2 separate regions of the Capsicum annuum genome follow, and region 2 is linked to region 1. Evidence: chromatin contacts called from public Hi-C data. All regions are on one chromosome and are shown on one strand. Each heading gives the region's core, a stretch centred on a gene start, on an enhancer-like site or on the middle of the called end of the contact. The rest is flanking DNA. Distances are from core to core; before and after follow the strand shown. Region 1 overlaps LOC107873197 (a long non-coding RNA gene). Region 2 holds the start of LOC107873196 (serine/threonine-protein phosphatase PP1 isozyme 2).

What was found. Hi-C and Micro-C count contacts between places; a contact is called where the count stands out from the background.
Region 2: a contact with region 1 is called in a Hi-C map of leaf, with 2.4 times the contacts expected there. The contact joins the promoter of LOC107873196 here to the enhancer-like site in region 1. A contact is called at or near these places in 3 of 5 Hi-C or Micro-C datasets (leaf and placenta).

What each region holds. Positions count from the first base shown.
Region 1 is chr6:139,776,347-139,781,493 of UCD10Xv1.1, forward strand. LOC107873197 (a long non-coding RNA gene) reads right to left here. Exons shown (of 2, transcript XR_001675168.2): 2 at 1,965-2,505. Among protein-coding and RNA genes, the nearest start is that of LOC107873197, 3.1 kb to the right of the region's middle. Within about 2 kb of position 1,680, at least 3 of the 5 cell types and tissues checked have an H3K27ac peak or open chromatin away from gene starts, as enhancers often do. A contact at or near this core is called in leaf, where this site is marked.
Region 2 is chr6:140,022,348-140,027,801 of UCD10Xv1.1, forward strand. LOC107873196 (serine/threonine-protein phosphatase PP1 isozyme 2) reads left to right here and starts at 1,755. Exons shown (of 4, transcript XM_016719944.2): 1 at 1,755-2,030. The coding sequence starts at 1,856.

The DNA.
Region 1 (5,147 bases), core at 430-2,929:
TTTAGGTCCTTTCTTAATGACAACTCATCCTTGGAAGTCATTAGATTGGACGTAGATGCTGAATCTATTCTTCCAGTAGGAGTGGTGTTGTCCATTAAAGTATGGTGGCCTTGTGGAGGAGTGACTGTCTTGAAGAAAAGCACCTGAAATTTGGTAATTCACCATTTCATCATTACTCACGTGCGGTTAAGAAATACTATTGGTGAGACCTGCTCTGATACTAATTGAAATTCAAGAGAGGGGTGAATTAAGAAATTCCTTTGAGTTGAATGACAAGTACTCACAGTCGACTCACCTATAAATTAGTATTCTTAACAAAGAAGATTAGATTTAAGCAAATAAGCAAGAAGATAAATAATTGAAAATAAGAATGCAAAGATTTATCCTAGTTCGGAACATCAATGTGGTGCCTACTTTCAGTCCCCTTGGGTTTCAAAGTTTCCTTAGATCTTTTCAAAGTGGAGTCAAGTACATGAATAGTAAATAAGTTCTAAAACCTATTTTGGTTTTCAGATATTGTGACATAGCCTCAATAGAAAGTTGACCCGATCTTGCTCTTATGTAACTATTGTGAACTTTAAGAAGTACAAAGTTTTATGGAGACTAAGATTAAGACACACTAAGGTATTTTCTTGCACTTGCATGAGTGCTTCGATCCTCAGTCCTTTTCTTTTATACTCTTCAGCTGCTCCAACTTCTTTTCTTCATAAGGAAACCCAAGAGATTTCGTCTCAATCATGGATTTGAATTGGTTCCTTGATTGAGGGATGATACTATATAGTATGTCCATATTTGATATATCCATATATGATAATATTCTTATCACATCCATACACGTTCATATCAGATATATCCATATAAGAGATGCAGTCTTCTTTCTTTTTGCTACTGTGGTGATTGATTCAGGGAGCCAGTAGGTTCCATGATTGATACTGTTCCCAAGTTTAGCATCGATCATCTTGCTATTGGATGCTTTCTTCCTTTTGCAAGATATTCTTGGATATCTTGAATCGATTCTTGAATCTCGTTTAATCTTCTGTATCTTCAGTGCATCCTACAAGATATTTGTTTATTATTTTGTCTTTATTAAAGCATATAGTGAGAGTGTGGGGTTAACATGGACAACTTATATTTCTAAAATATAATTTGTGAAAAATGACTTAACCAATAACCCAAATAAGTCATTTTCCAGACAAAAAAGAGTCTACAAACAACTCTCAATAAAAACATCTGGGTGCTAGAGGCCTGAGATTCATTACTGCACCCACCCCGCGCCCAACAAAACTGCGATTATATCCCCAATCCCCTGGGCATGCACATAGTTAGTTTTAACTTAATTTCTTCTTTAGTTTTGTTTAATCTTTGTTTGACCATTTCAACTAGTCTAATTTTTTTTTTATTTTCATATAATTATTTTATTTAAATGATATTTTATATTTGTTTTAAAAATATATTTAAATTTTAAATATTTAATGTAAAAAATATGATCAATCATAACTTCAACTTCAAATTAAAAATTTCAAATAAAGTGAAGTGTTTTTTTATTTTCATGATCAAACGCTCACTTAATTTCTTGATTGCATCATTTCAGAAGTAATCTTGTTATGGCAAAGACACTTGTACTTAAGGTAATTTCATTATTTTTGATGTAGACGTTACAAAATTTGATTTTCTAATTAAATTAAAATAAAAGTAAGAAGTGGAACAGTCATTACCACAATACTATATATCCACTTAATTGACTAGTATAACATTTTAGGGGGAAAATACTAAAATTTTATTTGACTGAAAAACAGTGGTTTTTTTATGCCTAGCAATTATAAAGAACGCGTCCTTGTATTTAAGGTAACTAAATCCATGTCTCTTTCTCTATAATCACAATTATTTCTAAAAAATATTTTTCATTCACCAATCAAATATTAGAACATATTTTTAAAAAATATCTTTTATTCACCAAGCAAACATAAGAAAATAAGTAAGCATTCATTTATTTTTCAGAAAAATATTTTTAATGGTAACATCTTTTATTCACACTCTTGGTGACTAATAAACATTAGCATACTAGACGATGGATGTCCGTGCGTTCACGGGCCCAATAAATATGATATGACAATAAATATTAATATTCTCATACATATATATAAGCAAAACATGTCAAGAAAATCAAGGCATGTTTTGTGAAACTGATTAAGAGCAGCGAGCCGTGTTGTGCTATTGCGTCGACATCAACTTAACCTTCTCTTCATCTCAAGTCAAGAGAAAAAAGGACACATATTCTCTGCTGGTATCTTTACTTTCAAACCTCTCAATTAGCAAAATCTTTGCAGCCAAAAGCCAAGCATCCAAAGTACTAAAAAGAAATCAACATATCTTCAAAAGTCTGCAATTTCAAATCCCAACCTACATTTTACCCACCAATTCAAGATCCACTAGGTGTTTTGATTCCACCTCTCCCAAGGCTACCTCCTTTGCCAGAACTTCCAGGACTTCTAGTATCACCTGTTCCTAAAGACACAAGCAAACACTTTGATGGAAGTTTATGCAATTGAGAAGAGATTAGAAGGTCAAGGAAAGAATTTATGACATAATCGAATTAGCGGCATGGATTGCAAGTTAATTTCAAAAAATAATTATAGTTAGCACTGTTCATGTGTCCCAAAGTTAGTTAGAACAATCCCAGAGTTAGTTAGTTAGCACTGTAGTGACAGTTATCCAATTTTACTCATTTCTCTCTACTAATATTCTATCCTAAAATTTCCAGTTTGTTCAAAAATAAAACTTTAGACCTTGATCTAAATTATAAATTAATAAGTTGCAAGAGAAATAAAGATATAATTATTTGCTAAATAATTATACAAAAAAGAATGACCCATTTTTATGTTACATCAATTCGAGTTTGCTTGGTCAATTCAATTAAGACCTTATAGTACAGTCACATTCTGTAGTCCAATTATTGTTTCTACTTTTGTATTTGTATTTTCTAAGTCTATAAGAAGTTATTTTACTTTTTTTCATTAAGATCTTAAGTGATTCAATTGAACAAGTGCACCCTCCATTTTGTATAATCTTCAAATTGTATAATACATATTCTTAGATTTGGATTTCACTTTTACCATAAGTTCAATATTAATTCATGTTACACTCGTATACATTATCATTCATGAATAATACTTCTTTCTTGACTCTCTTCTTCTCTAGCTAAATTCTCAGATTTAAGATCCTTGAGTAGCCATTTCAGCTCTTTAAGCTCAGCTCCTAAATTAATTTCTTGTATAAGTGCCTCAACACTACCCTCAATCAGAAGCTGCAGCTCAATCAAGATTTTCAATCCAATAGGATGACTCCCCTTATCGCTTATCCTCCACTTATACCTGGTTTAACTCCATATCCCCCCTTCTCTCTTCCCACCTGTCCCTCTAGGCTTCCCACTGAGAACTACAAATCAGGGAGAGAAGACATTCATGTTTTTCTCTTTCAAGAGATTCCACCATGAAATCATGACTTGAGGGAAGATGCAGCCAATCCTATCGAAGACTTTATAGATTTCTTTTTTGGAAAGCAAGAGGTACTGGAAAAAAACTCCGAGCGGGCGTACTTAGTTTCCTTGGTGTTCCTCCAGCTGCCATTTCTTCATCTCTAGAACCCCTCTCTTTAGTCCAAAATACAGTTACACAAACACCTACAATATTGTTTGGCTGCTACTTTTTCCTTATGCTCTGTGTGTCATTTTCCAATAAACCTCACTTCATTTTGTTTTACTGTCTTCTTTTTTACTTACTTTCTATTTATCTTTGTAATTTTTACCTTCTGTTTTATCTTATTCATTTTGTTAGACATAATAGATACAAAATCAAGGTGATTATATGATATATAAGCTTTTTTAATAAAAGCTAACTCATGGGTAACTGAGTATATAGAAAATAATGGCTATTACTATAGTACATAATTAACATTTAGTATTAAAGAAAAATGGTAGACCTGCTTTTTACATATGGCAGGAACCAAACACCTGAATCTTATTTCTGAACTCCTGCTCACCATAAAAGTTTTCCGGGTTCTGACCTAAGAACCTATCACATTGTCCCTCCTTATCAGACAATGTATCTACAAGTTTTCAGCTCCAACCTCATTTTCACATAAGACACCCTCTAAAGCATGAAGCAATGGCAAAATTATTCCTTCATCAATGCACTTTTGAGTCGCCAAATGGCCCATTAACAAACTCCGCAGCATAGATAAAGGCTTTAAACCCGAGGTCCACTCCACAGTCGATTTGAAACCAACCTGTCTAGTGAAAGCAAAGCTCCTTTTTAGAGGGCTGACTGCAACACCAATAATTCCACTTTCCAGTATAGCATCTTTCAACCTCTCTCCACAGGAACTTGTCCTGAGGGATTTCTGACTCCCTAACAAAATTCTCTAGGGTACATTTTTGCTTTGCGGCTTGTTGCACAGTTGTTACATCTTTCATATTGTCTTCGTAAAGTTTTTGCAGCTTATCAAATTCACGACAAATTTGTAAACAGGGTTCAAAATGCAGTACAAGTGCTTCCATTGCTGCAGGCTCCCCATAAGTTACGCTAAAGTTATTGTGATATCTGTGAATTAGAAAGGTCCTAGAATTACATGTCGACTCTGTTATGGCAGGAAACTAAACCTCTGCTTCTCATATACTAGCTATCCAGAAGAAGCAACCTTTTCTCCAAATTTAATCGAGCTCTAATATAAATATCGGATAGTGGAATTGGAAAAAAAACGTAAGAAAGAGAGGAAAACGTGGGACTGACCCTATCAAAATTAATTATCCTCCTTTGTTTGCTCTTAATCGATTAAATAGTTGCTTTTTAATTTCAAATTATTTGGGTTCCTGTACCAATACTCTCTGCACATCTTGTTCCTTTAACATTCGGATAAAGCAATGTGAAAAATTCATATCAGAAATCAAGAATTACAGCTTAACTTTTTCAATCAACTGCTAAATCACAAACCAAAAGTAAATTAGATAAAAAATCAAGAAAGCTATAATTATCCTGAACAATTCACAAAGAATACTTTACTTTTTTAAGAAAAAACTTATGATCTAGGATTGTTAAGATCTACAATAGACACATAAATCAAATATTAAAATTATAAAATAAAAAGTCAGA
Region 2 (5,454 bases), core at 505-3,004, 250 kb after region 1:
ATTTGACCCCACCTATCATCTACTTCTTCAACACTCTTATCTTGACCCTTGTTTCTGGTAACCATCATGCCAAGGCTCGAGTGGCTTTGATACCAATTGATGCATGTAAATGGATACTACAGCTTAAGGATGAATAACTATGGCTGATCAGGGATGAAAATTCCAAGAACTCAACTAATTAGAGAAGAAGAGAGATTTAAGGAGAGAAAAATTTTGTATTATCAATCACTGAATTCTGAAAGTACAACTGGTAGTATTTATAGACAAAGTAACCCCAATAACTACCTCTAACTAACTAATTAACAATTGAAATTTTCTACAGTGACAGTAACCAACAGCTACAGTAATAACAAACTAATCAACAGTAGAGCAATGTAACAGTAAAATAGTCTACTTCACTTCAGCCTCAGCTCAAACTCAATCCTCTTGATCTTTTTATCCTTCTTGCTTTTTACTGCAACCAATACATGTATCATTCTTACTTAAAAATAACATGATCTTGCTTTATATTGAGTAAAACAAGAAAAAATAGAATGCATAAAAGTTAGTAAAAAATAGAGTTTATTTAGTTGAAGAGAGTTGTTCTTTTTGAGGATCTTTAGATTTAACTTTTGTCCAGAGTTATTGAGTTATAAAGTGTTCTTAGGTTATTGATCCTGAAGGGGACAAGTAAAGAATATTACTACTGGACTTGTGAAAATAATTTGTCTTCTTCATTTTATTTTTTAATTGTAATTGTAGTTTTCACCAACATATCCCAGTTCTAGCACATCTAGTTGGTACTATGTCTTATGTGATACCTCTTCGGAAGCTTTAATGAGCTAGTTGACATTTAGAGTGTTTTCAGGCTCCCTTTATCGTTACTTATCATGTCTTTACTATTTCAGACTGATTTATCGCTATTGAAATGGTTGTATTCAATTTTAAATGGTCTTATTCTGGTGACACTAGGTTTTGGGTTTTATTTATTACTTCCGCACTTTTGTTCTATCTATGACAACTTGGATTTAGAAAATTACTTCCGATTATATTATTATTTATGCTTAATTATTTTGATATTTAACTGGGGTGGAAGATTGGTTTAATTAGCGATGGGATAGTGTAGGTGTTATTATGACTGTGAATTTTTGGATTGTGACAATTTAATTGACAAGAATGTCGGACACCACTTCGATATTTCGAATTGATCTTGAGGAAGAACGGTTAGTTGATCAATTCGACTTTAAGATATTTGATGTCTTGATCTTTTTGTGAATATACTCTTGTGTGATATTCTTAATCAGCATAACTAATAAACATACTCTTTAACTTGATTTCAACTCCAATTTGTTTGTGCTCAAGTAGGCAATTAAACTTATATAAAAATAATTTAGATGTACGGAACCTACTTGTCCAACCTCTAATTTGAAGTCGTGATTCCAAATGGCTTATCCAAGTGCCTACTTAATCGCAATAATAATTAAGTTATAAATCTTATTTAAGAAAATGAAAGAAACAAAAAGAATTTGGTTGAAAAATATCGTGTGTTGTATTCGTTTGATTGATAACAACACCGCGTGGGAACAATTAATTTTTGTAGAGAGGTTTGCCCTACCCCTATTATTATCTCCCTCTTTCTCTCGCGGTCTCCCCCTTTCCACAAGCCAACGATAGACACGAATGTCGCGCACACAAAAATCCATTTTCAAAAACAACCAAAAGATAGTAAAAAGAAGTTCTTTCTCTATGGTAGACTACTAGTCCACTTGTCCACTACACCTTTATTCTCCTTCTCCTTCTACTTGTTTATCAATCTTCAAGTTTTTCCCCCTTTTCTTTTTTGTTTGTTTGTTGGTTGTATGCCAAGTTTAGGAACATGGATATTTTGGCACTTGATGATATAATCAATCGGTTGCTTGAAGTACGTGGTAGACCTGGTAAACAAGTTCAACTTTCCGAGGCTGAAATCAGACAGCTCTGTCTCAAGTCTAAAGAGATTTTCTTGCAGCAGCCTAATCTTCTTGAGCTCGACGCACCCATCAAGATCTGTGGTACGACCAGCTCTTTTAGATTTTTTTTTTTTTCAATTTTTAAGCCTTAATTCTAGCTGTTTTTTTTTTCATTTAAGTTGTGTAGTTAATATTTACAATTTTAGTTTTAAATTTCATCTGGGTTTGAGTAGAATTGGGTTTCTTGATTGTTGATGCTGGAGTTTTATGTGAAATTTAGTTGTAGTGGATAAGTGCTGAGTTTGTCTTTGCTAGGGTTACTTCTTCTTTGAATTTAATTAGTGCTGATGACTAACCGGTTTTATGATTTTCCCAATTCTTGTATGTCTGGTTTGACTAAAAATCTCCATACATCTTGATTTGATGATTTCGTTTATAATTAGTTTGAAGGCTGTTATCAGCTACATAGTCTGGATAAAGTTTTTGCATTCAAATTAATGAGGCCACCAGTAGTTTCAGCTACCAACAAGAGTACAGGTAAGTGGGAATTGGCTTGTTTTAGAATTTTTTTCTATTCCCAAACACCCACTATAGTTGGGCTCAAGTCTAGTGTTTAGGGTGATGATATTAGGATTAAACCCTTATATGTAAATAATACTTCCTTCATTTCAATTAGTTGACCTAACTTGGCACGGAGTTTTAAAAATAAAGAATACTTCTAAATTTTGTGGTCTTAAACTAAAGATATGTCAAATGTACTAAAATATCCTTTAGTCGTGGTTTAAATGTGCCTCATGGAAAATTGAAATTAAGCCGTTGCTAAACAGGAAAAGGGTCATTCTTTTTTTAAACGGACTAAAAAGTTAAGTAGGTCAAACAAATTGAAATTGAGGTAGTAACTCTTCCTTTTAAGTTGTTTAATTTTTTTGTTCTATATTCTGAATTTGTACTAGCACAGTTTATAGTGTGTTGCTAGTTAACAACTTCTGGCAGATCTTTATAAGCTTTGCTGATGATCTCGTACTCATACATGGTTCTCTTCTCTTCCCTCTGTATAATCAATTATTCTTCTCTTTAATAGCCCTATATCCTCTATATCAACCTATGCTGGTGTAATGGTCTCTCATTAACGTTATCTCTGGTCCAAGGGACGAGACACGACTTGGAAGGGGAATATTTTGAATTACTTGCCTTACTATTTCTCTCTTTTGTGTACTAATGGAACTAGTAAAATAATCCCTATTTCTCATTCTTTTATGCTTCTCTTTGTCCACACCTATTTCCTCTCCTCAAATTTAATTTAGAAGTAGGATGGTATCTTTTGCGGTCCTCGACTATATTCTTTTATCTTTTCAAACTGAATCTACAGAGTTGGGTATTTGCTCTCCTGAAGGGTCTCTTATTTGATACCTATGATTTGATTTAAAATTGATGTTAGGCAGCTTTGCAGAAAATAAAGTTAGCTATTTGCATTAGCAGCTTTCTTTTTCCAAATTCCTTGGCTACCTCATGGGACGCTCTCCTGCCCATCCCCTACCCAAAAAACCAGAGAGATTTGTGCAGAAATGTACTAAAGGTTATTTTTAGTATTATGTGAATTGTTTCTGTATAGATGAATAAGTAAAAAAGAAAAAGGGGCGGGCCGGTGCACTAAAGCTTCCGCTATGCGCGGTGTCCGGGGAAGGGCCCCACCACAAGGGTGTATTGTACGCAGCCTTACCTTACATTTCTGTCAGATGTATAAGTATTAGGTGAATCTTTTTCCGAGTAGATGAATAGTATTGGGTGAAATTTTTTCTGAGATAGATGAATAATATTAGGTGAACTGTAAGTTAAGTGCCTTCATCATGTCCTGTCCTCCATTATGGTATTTAACATATTTGACGATGAACACCTTAGTGTCTGGAATCTATTTTGGACGTAAAAAGTTGTGTATGGATTCCATAATATTTACTAAATACAAGGATGATAGATGAATTTCATGAAGGCAGCGCTAGATCACAGAGTTGTCGTCTATGCTCTTCATGACCACTTAGTCTTTGCTTATAAATTGTGTGTTCATGCAATGAATACAACAACAACATACCCAATATAGTCCCACAAGTGGGGTTTGGGGATGGTAGTGTGTGCACAACCTTACCTCTACCTTGTAATTTTAGAGAGGATATTTCTAATGGACCCTCAGCCTAAGTAAAACATATATAAAAACAATATGAAAGGAAATTATGAGTGTGTGGCCATGCAATGAATACAACAACAACATACTCAGTGTAGTCCCACAAGTGAGGTCTAGGAATGGTAGTATGTACACCAGTGTTCAGGACAGCGAGTGCTTCAGCGTTTGAAGCGGTGAAGCGAAGCAATGCGAGGCTGTTGCGTTCCAAAGACCTGAAGCGATAAAGATTTAGGGAAATGATCGCTTCAAAGGCCTCAGCGCGGCTGTGCGAGAAGGATGGTGAAGCGACTCTTGATGTTTTTAAGTTTTAAAAGGTCGATTTAAGTGTATTTTCTTAAAAAAAGGTCAATTTAGGATTATTTTATTTCGCTGTTTTTCTCTGCTATGTTGTGTTAGGGTTCTAATTCTTCTTCATCTTTGTTCCAATTTTTATTAAAGTAGCTGAATTCTAGGTTTTTCTAAACAGACCAGTTTCAGTGATTTGTTTTTTCAATTGAAGTTGCTGAATTTTAATTCTATCCAAATAAAAGTTAAAAGTTGTTGAATTTTAATTCTATTTCTCTTAAAGATTGCAAATGGCGTACAACAGCAAAAGAAAGACCCAGCTTGGAAGTATGCACAGAAAGTTAGCGAAACTGATTAGACCTATATTCAACGTCTTTTTTGTAACAAGATTACAAAAGGGGGGAATTTATCATCACAAACATTATCTCATCTGTGGTATCTGAATGTTAACGCTTGTCAAAGTTGCCCAGCTCATGTGAAAGAAGAATTGCTAAACTTTATGTTTTAGTATTGATTTTGCTTGTAATATGGAGAATTTTGTGCTATCTACCTATTAGTATTTAAATTGAACATTTGCTTATGTATATTGTCGTTGTTGAAGGTTTATTTTGGTCTTTTTTTTACAAATGCGCTTCACTTCGGTGAAGCGAGCGCTTTGCTTCATGATTCACTCTTTAAACGAAGCAAGCCTTGTCTCTTTTTTCCACTTCACGCTCCCCTGAACACTGGTGTGTGCAACCTTGCCTCTACCTTGTCAAGTTGGAGAGGATGTTTCTAATGAATCCTCGCCCTAAGTAAAACATATAGAAAAACAATATGAAAGCAAAACAATAATCCAGTAATGATAATGAGAAAGTCATGCTGAAAATAATGGAGAAAAGAACAATAGCAATAACAAATTGTACGATAACCTAAGCAAAAGGTAATTAAAAAAACAACAAGTAGTACAGAAATAAAAATTGAATAATAAGTTAGCAGGAATGTAATAATACTAATTTTGATAGAGAAAACTAGACGATAGTCGATTACCTACTAACCTTCTATCCTAATCCTCGACCTTCGTAT